Regions from separate parts of the Pan troglodytes genome. Here region 1 is linked to region 2. The links are chromatin contacts, called in public Hi-C maps. All regions are on one chromosome and are shown on one strand. Each heading gives the region's core, a stretch centred on a gene start, on an enhancer-like site or on the middle of the called end of the contact. The rest is flanking DNA. Distances are from core to core; before and after follow the strand shown. Region 1 holds the start of IFT46 (intraflagellar transport 46). Region 2 holds the start of SCN4B (sodium voltage-gated channel beta subunit 4).

What was found. Hi-C and Micro-C count contacts between places; a contact is called where the count stands out from the background.
Region 1: a contact with region 2 is called in a Hi-C map of stem cell-derived neural progenitor cells, with 4 times the contacts expected there. The contact joins the promoter of IFT46 here to the promoter of SCN4B in region 2. A contact is called at or near these places in 1 of 7 Hi-C or Micro-C datasets (stem cell-derived neural progenitor cells) and 1 of 1 datasets of contacts at active chromatin or transcription factors (stem cell-derived excitatory neurons).

The regions. Positions count from the first base shown.
Region 1 is chr9:120,506,111-120,511,773 of NHGRI_mPanTro3-v2.0_pri, forward strand. It overlaps IFT46 (intraflagellar transport 46), which reads right to left and starts at 4,075. Exons shown (of 13, transcript NM_001279807.1): 1 at 3,985-4,075; 2 at 3,181-3,277.
Region 2 is chr9:120,090,254-120,095,737 of NHGRI_mPanTro3-v2.0_pri, forward strand. SCN4B (sodium voltage-gated channel beta subunit 4) reads right to left here and starts at 3,276. Exons shown (of 5, transcript XM_001159939.7): 1 at 3,066-3,276. The coding sequence starts at 3,126. The region is part of intron 1 of CD3E (CD3 epsilon subunit of T-cell receptor complex); the gene reads left to right.

The DNA.
Region 1 (5,663 bases), core at 2,825-5,324, 420 kb after region 2:
ACAAGTTTGAATCTGAATCAGTATGCAAAGATAAAAGCAATTTTTAAATATTCTGAACAATTAAAAGGATAATTAATGACAGGCGCAGTGGCTCACACCTGTAATCTCATCACTCTTAAGAGGCGGAGGCAGGCAGATTGCTTGAACCTAGGAGTTCAAGACCAGCCTGGGCAACACGGCGAAACCCTGTCTCTACAAAAAATACAAAAATTAGGCCGGGCACAGTGGCTCATGCCTGTAATCCCAGCACTTTGGGAGGCTGAGGCGGGTGGATCACCTGAGGTCAGGAGTTCGAGACCAGCCTGGCCAACATGGTGAAACCCCGTCTCTACTAAAAATACAAAAAAATTAGCCAGGCGTGGTGGCACACTCCTATAATCCCAGCTACTCGGGAGGCTGAGGCAGGAGAATCGCTTGAACCTGGGAGGTTGAGGTTGCAGTGGGCCGAGATCACGCCATTGCACTCCAGCCTGGGCGACAGAGCAAGACTCCATCTCAAAAAAAAAAAAATTAGCTGGACATGGGGGCATGGGCTGGTAGTCCCAGCTACCGGGGGGTCTGAAGCAGGAGGACTGCATGAGCCCAGGAGGTCAAGGCTGCAGTGAACCATGATCATGCTACCGCACTCCAGCCTGGGTGACAGAGCAAAACTCTGTCTCTATAAATAAAAAATTAAAATAAAAGTATAATTAGATGTAAGGCATTAACTGGAATGAAAACATGATAAATGATTTCCATATCAAATAAATGCAAATTAAACACCTTTTTTTATTTACTAAATTAGCCCAAATTAAAAACAAACTATAATATCCACAGCTGTCAAGAGCACAAACATGCTCAAGTCAAAAAACTAGGTGGCTAGGTCACAAAGAATTGAAAACAGGGACTCAAATGGACACTTGTACACCTCTGTTCATAGCAGTGTTATTCACAATAGCCAAAATATGAAAACAACCCGAGTGTCCATTAACAAATGAATGAATTAAAAAACGTGGCATAGGCTTGGTGCAGTGGCTCACGCCTGTATTCCCAACACTTTGGGAGGCCAAGGTGGGTGGATCACAAGGTCAGGAGATCGAGGCCATCCGGGCCAACATGGTGAAACCCCGTCTCTACTAAGAATACAAAAAATTAGCTGGGTGTGGTGGTGTGCACCTGTAGTCCCAACTACTCAGGAGGCTGAGGCAGGAGAGTCGCTTGAACCCGGGAGGCGTAGGTTGCAGTGAGCCGAGATCGTGCCACTGCACTCCAGCCTGGGTGACAGAGCGAAATTCAGTCTCAAAAAAAAAAAAAAAAAGTGGAATATACATGCACTGGAATATTACTCAGCCTTAAAAAGAAAGTCTACATTCAACAACACAGATGAACCTTAAAAACATCACAATAAGTGAAGTAAGTCAGCCACAAAAGGATAAATACAGTATGATTTCACTTATGTGGTTCCCAGAATAAGCAAACTCATAGAGACAGTAGAATGGTGGTTACCAGGGAGGAGTGGAAGCAAGCAATAGGGAACTATTGTTTTGAAGGGTATGGATTTTCTGTTCGGGATGATCTGGAAATAGTGGTGATGGTTAAACAACATTGTGAATGTACTTAATGTTATTTAATTGCACACTTAAAAATTGTTAAAATGGCAAATTTTATGTTATGTATATTTTACCACAATAAACAAACAGAAACCCTGGATGTCATCCTTGATTCCTAACTCGAGTCAAATCCAATCCATCACCAAGTCTTAGTGATTCTGCGACAATGTCTTATACCGTATTTGCCTCTTTTCTTTATTCTCAGCTTCCTCACCAGAGGCCAAGCCACTATCATCTCAACTCAGCCATCACAACAGTCCATTCCACACACGACAGCAACACAGCCTCCAAAGCTCTGCTTATTGTGCTTCCTGCCCTACCTCTCTGATCTGACCATATCATACGGTAGTGTCCCCTCTACCATAAGCTGGTCTCTTTCAGGTCCTCAAACTAAGCCAAGTTCTTTCAGGCTTCAAGGTTTTTCACATCTCACATACTGTTTCCTCTTCCTGGTCTACTTTTCCTCAGTGTCTGGATCCCTGACATCTATCAGTCTTACATGTCACCCCTTTAGGTCTTCCCTGACCACCCTATCAAAAGTGGGTCTCTGGCCAGGTGCAGTGGCTCACACCTGTAATCCCAGCACTTTGGGAGGCCGAGGCAGGTGGATCAGTTGGGGTCAGGAGTTTGAGACCAGCCTGGCCAACATGGTGAAACCCCGTCTCTACTAAAAATACTAAAATTAGCTGGGTGTGGTAATCCCAGCTACTCGGGAGGCTGAGGAAGGAGAATCACTTGAACCCAGGAGGCAGAGATTGCAGTGAGCCAAGATCGCACCACTGCACTCCAGCCTGTGTGATAGAGTGAGACTTTGTCTCAAAAAAAAAAAAAAAAAAAAAAAAAAAAAGTGGGTCTCCTTCCTCACTGTTATTCTCCTTAACAGCAAACAATCTGCCTCCATCAGTGTGCACTTACCACATTTGGCATGTGTTTACTCATTTGTCATCTGCCTCCCATGATTACCAGCATCGGGATGGCAGGGACATTGTGTCATTTAACACTATTTACCCAAGTGCCAGGCATAAGGCTGGCACACAGTAGGCATTTTAAAATGCTTGTTGGCCAGACACGATGGCTCACACCTATAATCCCAGCACTTTGGGAGGCCAAAGCGGAAGGACTGCTTGAGGCTAGGAGTTCAAGATCAGCCTTGGTAACATAGGGAGGCCTCGTCTCTATAAAATTAAGAAAAAAAAGTTTGTTGAATAAATAAATAGTGTTCAGTCCTTTAAAAACATTCCACTGTGATTTTGGTTGGGGTTGCAGGCTAAGGGGAGGTTATGAAGCATCTTCAAAGCTAGGAAAGACATAAGTTAAAAAAAAAAGAAAAGAAAAAGAACAGTGAATTCCTGGCAGACAGTGAGCAAAGCAGTAACATGAAGTAAATGGTGACAGGGTTGGATTGGGGGAAGATCCTGTAATTTGGAAGGCTATGATTTCTCCCCCTTAACTAGTCAGAAAACAAACAATGGCAAGTGAAGTAAATTGACGCTGAAAGTCAACATTTGCTATTATAAAACAAGAACTTCTTGAAGACAACCGTGAATCCAACCTGCTCTTTCAGTAGCATTTCTCTTCTTTCCTCTCTTACCTTGGTGTCTTGGGGTTGGAGTATAAATACTTGCAACCTCTTCGGAGTCGTTAATCTCTAGACGCTCATCATATGTCTGGTTTTCAACAACCTTGGTCTGAGCAAAGGGAGACATAATTACATAGCTCCTATCATGAGACATAAAGCACTCTGCCAGGAGGTATATTCCAAACCAGCATTGGCTCCTCTTCCTTACTCAAGAAACCAGTTTTTCACAAAACCATCACCGCATCCAAACTTTCCTTCAGGCTTCCTGGCCCTCGGTCAAGCAGTTAAGTCATTCTGTTGCAGCCCTTATTTAGGAACTGCTGGCAGGCTGGCTGAGGAACCAGGGAATCGTGGAGGGAAAGAGAGCCAACTTCTGCAGCTTCCCAAAGCTGTACGACCACGCGCAAGGGCAGAACACTATTTGTATGTGGATGGCCAAGGCTGTTGAGGTTTCTCAGGGAAGGCTGTAGAGGTTCTAGAAAGAGTTCTGTCTCTGGAGTCACCTCTGGGGTGGGGTGGGGTGGGTTGAGGCAGGGTAGGGTGGGAGGGTCCCCGAAGAGCGGGGAAACTCCAGTCTCTCAGTCCCATCCAATAATCCCCAAATCATCACCTCCACTTTCACCCTTATCTTGCAGATAGGATCCCACCTAAGTTTCTTGGGGGAATAAAGGAAGCAGGACGGTTGGTGGTGAGGTGACGAAGGAACAGTTACCACGGAGATTGGAAGAGGTAACCGGGAATGGGGTAAAGGGGAGTCCTCTTAAGCCTCTCTAGAAAGACGACAGTTCCCTTTTTGCTGGGATGAGTACTAATTACCTGTAGCCCTTCTGAATCCGTCTCCTCTATAATGGAAAGAACCCCAGCCTAGGGCTGGGGTCTCACTCCAGTCTCAAAGCCAGGCCACTTTAGGATTCCACGCCAAGCAACCAGCCTGTTGTCAGTCGCTAGGCAAAAAGATAAATTTTAAAATTCGCGAGAGTTGCTTCCACTCTCGTGAGACCTCCTGCGCGTTAAGCCTCACCCGCGAAGGCTCTCCACGCAGGAAGAAGATCAAGGAGTCACGGATAAAGCCTCTCTGGGCGGCCAAGTCGCCTGTTTGTCTATGGTTTCCGTAAATACGTCTGTTGCGGCATCTAGCGGCTGTGGGTGGCAACGCCGGCTGATAAATTTCGGGCTGGTGTAGAGTTAGCCCTTCAATCTGGAAACAAGGTGTGCGTTTGTTCCCCTAGGACAACAATCTCTGGGGATGCAGTTGCTCCCAGATCAGTCTTAGCAGGATGTAGACACATTCCAGGGGGAATTTCGCAGCACTCTGTAAGTCCTTTTCTAGCACTATATTACACTATAGTCTTTCCCCTCCACAGGGTGCCATGGAATGGAACATACTTATAGCAATAAATTATTCCTCGGGTATCTGAGGTTCAAATTTAACTCTGTGGGCCGGGCGCGGTGGCTCACGCCTGTAATCCCAGCACTTTGGGAGGCCAAGGCGGGCGGATCACGAGGTCAGGAGATCGAGACCATCCTGGCTAACACGGTGAAACCCCGTCTCTACTAAAAAATACAAAAAATTAGCCGGGCGTGGTGGTGGGCGCCTGTAGTCCCAGCTACTCGAGAGGCTGAGGCAGGAGAATGGCATGAACCCAGGAGGCGGAGCTTGCAGTGAGCCGAGATCGCACCACTGCACTCCAGCCTGGGCAACAAAGCGAGACTCCGTCGCAAAAAAAATTTTTTTTTCACTCTGTGTCCTGTCTTTCTTATTTGCTAAAGAAGACTGTTAACTTATTTAAAGCAAGACCTGTGTCTAATTAATTTTTAAGCTTTGTAACACCAGTGCATTGCAGAAATTAGACACTAACAATGCTCCTTGGGTGGATGAATCGAGGAATGAGTGAACGGAGATGTAAGGAACAAATATTTTCAAACTGTGGACATAATTAATTTGGGAAGTCAGGGAGAGAGAAACATAAAATATTGGAGGCCAGGTGCGGTGGCTCACACCTGTAATCCCAGCACTTCAGGAGGTAGAGGTGGGAGGATTGCTTGAGTTCAGGAGTTTGAGACCAGCTAGAGCAACATAGCAGGAACCGCCCCCCTCCACTCTATTAAAAATTAAAAAAAAAATTTTTTTTAAATTAGCCAGGTGTGGTGGCACGCGCCTATAGTGCTAGCCACTCGGGAGGCTGAGGCGGGGGGATTGCTTGAGCCAGGGAGGCAGAGGTTGCAGTGAACCGAGATTGGGCCACTGCATTCACTCCAGCCTGGGCAACAGATCAAGACCCCATCTCAAATACAAATAATGAATAATAACAATAATAATTTTTTGGTCGGGCACGGTGGCTCACGCCTGTAATCCCAGCACTTTGGGAGGCCAAGGTGGGTGGATCACAAGGTCAGGAGTTCAAGACCAGCCTGACCAACATGGTGAAACCCCCGTCTCTACTAAAAACACAAAAATTAGCTAGGCATGGTGGCACGTGCCTGTAATCCCAGCC
Region 2 (5,484 bases), core at 2,026-4,525:
GGAAAGATTTCAGCTTTCTCTCCCTAGACAACCTACCTGCTTCCTGCCCATCCCCAGGAGCTTTGCTGGTATGAAAGCATGCCCCTGAGACAGCATGGGATGCTCAATGAAACCAGCTTTGCAAACAAGTCCCAGCAGCATGCCTGTCCCTCCTCTTACAGGCCAGAGAGCAGGTTGTGTTGGCACGGCCCACCCCTGGCTTATGCAGAGATCCCTACACCTCCTTGAGGACTGGCAGCAGGGCAAGGTGGTCTGCTGTGCCCAGTCTCCCTCTCATGCTGATCCCACCAGAAGGGCCAGTCATAAGAGCTTTGGGACTCCAGCCTTCTCTCTCAGGTGCCCCCACAGGCTTGCACCTCCAGCAGGTTCAGAAGGAGAACTAAGCATGTTTTCCAGATTCAAACCCAGGATTCCAGATTCAAACTCCCTCCACTTCTCCCCTTTCCTCTCTTCTCCACAGTCTCCTTGCTTCTTCTTTCCTTTTTCTTCCTCTGAGTGGGACTGAGCACCCTCTCCTTAATTGCATTCTCATTAAACAAGCCCTTAATAAATACACACCAGGGGAAACAGGGTTGTGCAACAGAGCACCCTCACAAGTGATAATTAAACACAGATCACAGCAATTAAGTAAATGGGGGAACAAGGAAGGAGTGGGCAGGACAGAGATATTACCAGTTACATGCTTAGGAAGAGATTGGAAAGCACATAAACCTCAATGGCAATAATATAGCCTTGGAAACTGCTTCTCAGTTTAAGAAAAGGGTATTTTGTTAGGTTATCAAAAATCACTTTGGTCTCAGTCTGTGAGACTGGGTTTGATACGGGGAGAGGGGAAGAGGACTCCTGGGAGTTCACTGCTCTGTACCCAGTCTCCGAAGCTATGAAAACAGCCGCTCTAGGCCCCTCAAGTCTTTATCCTTCCACACCCATGCCCCAGAGCCTCACTTATTCTTCAGCCCTAAGCACAATCACTATTTACCTTCCCCCTCACCAGACTTGAGTTAAGTGGGAAGCAGCGTGGTGTGACAGAGCCCAAGAAACTTGGATTCTGTCCCACTTGGCCATCAATTGGCCATGCACCCCTAGACAAGTCACCATCCCTCTCTGGACCATGACTTCCTCATCTCTAGGAGAGTTCTGTGCTCTGCTTCCCAGAGTTCCTGCCAACTCTGATGTTCCCAGGGAACACCTCCAGTTGGCTGTCCAGTCGTCTCTGTATCTCCCCCACTGGACTGAGAAGGAAAGATGTCATCTATGTCCCAAGCTCAGACCAATGCCCCTGTGAGGGCTCAGTCAGTATTACCTGGTCAAGGGCCAAAGGGACTTTGGTTGGAGTCCCTCTGCAGACCAGAGGGGCAGGGGACAGAGCAGATGAGGCCAGTCCTGGGGCCTGCAGGTCTCCCACCTACAAGTCACTCTGCTTTCTCCTGGGCTCCCAAAGGGTAGCTCAGAAATTCATCTAAACCTGTATCAATAGGCCTTAGCCCCTACCTGGTCTATACAGCTGAACAGTCCTTGGAGAAGGTGGGGCTTCCACCTGGAGCAATGTACCAAGACTGTGCCTACAATCCCCCTTACACACGTGCACACACACACACACACACACATCATTTTCAGGGCCCTCTTGGTTGCCCACAGAGGCCTGGTTCTATGAGTATTCTAACAAACAAGGGACTGGCATCCCACCACCCAGGAAGGTAAGCCAGAGGTGTGAAGTGGGGTAGTTTAATGACTAGCCGAGTTTGAATTCCTCAGTGATCCTTTACCCCTGCCATTGCCACCATGGGGACCTGGGCTGATCTGAGATGGGATGAGGGGAAGTAGCATGGAATGGCGCTGTGCCCACCCTGTGAAAAGGAGCCTCAGGCGTCACTAAGGCCCACTTCATTAAGGTCACTGTGAAACCAGCATGACATCTGTGCCAAGGTACAGGAGAAAACGGGTGTCTTCCATCTAGCGGTACAGAGGTAAATAAACATCCCAAGTACAAGAAATACTCTCTCCCCTCTTCACCACCAGGCACCAACCTGCTAGATCTGCACACAGTTTACATTCGCAGAAACAGTAGCCACTTCCCTTATAGGGTTCTGTCTCCCTGTTTTCAGCAGAAATACCTACACCGTGTGTCTTACCCAATGCAGGGAGCTGCCAAAAGCCAAATCTGACCAATATAAACAGGAAGAGATGCCGTTGCCAGAGATGGAGTCGGCTTACATTAAAGTCTGGCTATGATTTATGAGGAGATTACATCCTGGATGAATAAATATCATTCCCTAATCTCTTGGAGTTTGACACTCAAAACTCTCATGTGCATATTAATAGATATTAATAATGCTTCTTCCTCCGTGTCCTCTGGACATGTCTTCTCTGTCTCCATATTCACTTCAAAAATGAAGAGCCAGGAGCAGGTCAAACAGGTCTTCCCTACGGAATCTCTTTGTAGGAAGAGAGACAAGGCCGTTCCTAAAGGGCCTTGAATGATCCCGCAAGCCCCTCCAGCCCCTTCCAGCTTTCAGGTGCTGCTGTAGGGAAGGCAGTGGCTCCTGAGGGAGATACAGGGCAGAGGAGCAAAGCAGGAAAAGGGCCCAGGAAGAAGGGGACTCCCCCACCCCCAACTGGTGCATGCCTGGTGCCTGGGAAACAAGCAAACGGCTCTGGGCCGGGATGGAAACCACCATTCCAACAGTCACACGTGCAACCCACCTGGTATCCCCTGCACTCAAGGCACGGACCCCCCTCCTCCAGCATCCTGAACCTCTGAACTCTGGAGACCCGCGCTGCAGCCCCAAGATCCAGCTCCAAATACCTGGAGCCGAAGGTGCCAGAGACAGCAAAAAAACTAATCCTGAGACTGGCGGGCTGATGGGGTAGAGAGGGACGCACACGGTCCCCAGGGAGCACAGCCTATGAACCAGGCAGGAACCAGGCAGGAAGCCGGCGGCCACCATCCTCATTCCGTGCCGCACTCCAAAGCCCACCCCATCCAAGGCCTCTTCCTTCTCGAGTGTCCCCTTCTTTGGGGGTGGGGGGAGGCAAGAGAAGAGACCAAGCTGGGGCTGCCTTACCCAAAAGCCCAGTGCCCAGCCATCTCGCCGGGGCTTTGCCTCCGTCCCCAGCCCCGGGCATAGTCCTGTTCTCTCCGGAGCGCGCGGGGGTCTCGGGGATGGGATACTGGGCACAGCCGCGCTCTCCGCCCGAGGTCGGCGTTCGGCCACGAAGCTACCACGGAGCTCTGCGCCGCCGGTCGGGGCTCGGGAAAGTTAGCGGGCAGAGAGCGAGAGGAGGGGGAGGGAGGGAGCGGAGGGGGAGGCGCGCTCGCCCGCTGCTGGGAGCCGGCTGCTGGAGCAACGGCGGGAGGGAAGGAGGAGGAGGAGCCGGAGCAGGAGCGGGAGGAAGACGGAGCGAGCGCAGCGGCGAGCGAGGCTGCGCCTCTGCTCTGGAAGCGCTCCAGCCGCAGGAGGGGCGGTGGCCGCCGCGGAGGCCGGGGCGCCCCCGCCCGCTGCGCACCCTGCCTGCCGCGCCCCGCCTCGCGGTCCCGGAGCCCCGGGACCACGCCGTGCCCCCAACTCCCTCTCCAGTGGGGCTGGGCTGCTGCGGCTGGCACTGCAGGGCCGGCCTGCAGCCACCCGCATCATCCCATGCGCTGAGCTGCCAATTAGGAGCATAGTTCGGGGGGAGTAGAGGTGGAGCTTTTCGGTTGCTGGAAGACTGTTTTGCTTTGCTTGGGGGAACACGGGAAGGTTAGCGGCTCCCTCTCCCAGGACCGCCAAGGGACCGCTTTAAAGTCCGCAGCGGACGCTGCCGCAACGGGTGGGCGTGTGCGGGCTTGCAACTGCAGCTTGCGCCTCCTCGGTGGCCGTGCGACTTGGCGCGCGTGCAGCCTCGGGACCCGCTCCCGCCACCTTCTGCCCCATCGCTCAACAACTCCGGCCGTTGTTTTAGGAAGCCCGGAACAGAGCTTTCCAATTGCAAAATGCCCCGGCCCTCCCTTCCCCCACCCCCACCCCCACGCCACCCCGCCCCACATTTCTCCATGGACCCCTTGGAAATCACCACGCTCCAGGTTAGGGAGCAGGTTGGTCCGCGCCTGGTCTGTGTCCTGCGCCCCATTTCACCCTCCCGCTGCACCCCTGCTTCTCATTTTTCCTACCTAGGCCGTCCCCCTCAGACTCTGCCTTTTCGCCCTCCTCCAACTCTCCCGTTTTCTTCGGAACGGCAGACTCCCTCGGCCTCCCTTTTGGGGTAGGGGTGGAGGAGTCCAGGGTGACAACCAGGTCAGAGGGCTGAGGCGAGGCTGTGAACGAGTAAGCCTTTTCCCAGACAGGCCCAAGTGAAAGAGTTTCACCTGAGCGGTGCTACTTGGGGTGGTGGTTCTGTAAATGAGTCGATCTCCTCCTCAGCACCTTTCCAACCATCCAAGACCCTCCCTGCATCACAGGCCCTCTTTACTGTCTAGGACTGGTCTGGACTGGGAAGCCCGCTCCCACTTCATGGTCTGACTTCTGCTGCAGGCACACCAACGCACCGCCTTCTTAACGAGGGGTCTCTGGGTGGACTTCGGCGTGATCACGGACCCCTTGAGGTTGCAGGCAAAGTGCTGAATGTCTGTTTGCTTTTTCAGGAGAGAGGGTCGCTGCCTTCCCTATAGTGGCACAGAGGCTCTGGCAGCGCCACCATTTATGACTGTATGGCTTTGAGCAAGTTACATGGTCTTCTGGGGGAGCCTCTGCTCCTCACCTATAAAATGGTGAATGCAATGATATTTGCCTCCTAGGCTTATTAAGAGCAATGTTACCCCTGGACCTGGGCAACAGGAGCCTCAGCCCTGGATTTCTGGTTTTAAAGGCCCTCATTCTGGCCCTCCTCTGGCCATGCCCCTCACTGGAGAATGTGTCCATGGGACCAAGGGGGCAGGGCAGGCGGGGGCATGCACCTCCTCCCCTTCTAGACTGTACTCCAGGTATCAGGAACTCTGGAATTCCCTATTCCCCGGATCTGTCCTTTCAAGGGCTGGCTATATCAGGTGTGCACTCAAGGGCTAGAGCAGTGGGCAAGGGACAGCTGTATGCAGGTGATGGGGAATGCATGAAACTTGATATACACCCCAGGCATGCACAAAAGCCCCTCTCACTACAGGACCAGAGAAGAGCGTGTACCAGAGAATGGCCTGAAAATTTCATTTTGGACATGGTTTTCCAGGTTATCATGAAGGAAAAGTAATTAAAGGCAGAGGATAAAACATCAATCTTAACACTTTGTTATCCTGATTAATATTTAGACATACGTATAATTTCCATTTGTACCTTTGCTCCAGGCCTTGCAACATCGAAAGTGGACCTAGCTGTAAAGAGGGAATGAGATATGATTGCATGTAAAAGTGCTTAGCAGACAGCTAGTCACAGGATAAACACTCAGTACATTTGAACTTAAAGGTCTGTGGGCCCTGAGGCTAAGCCTCCCCATCTGTCTCCAGGTCCGCAGGCT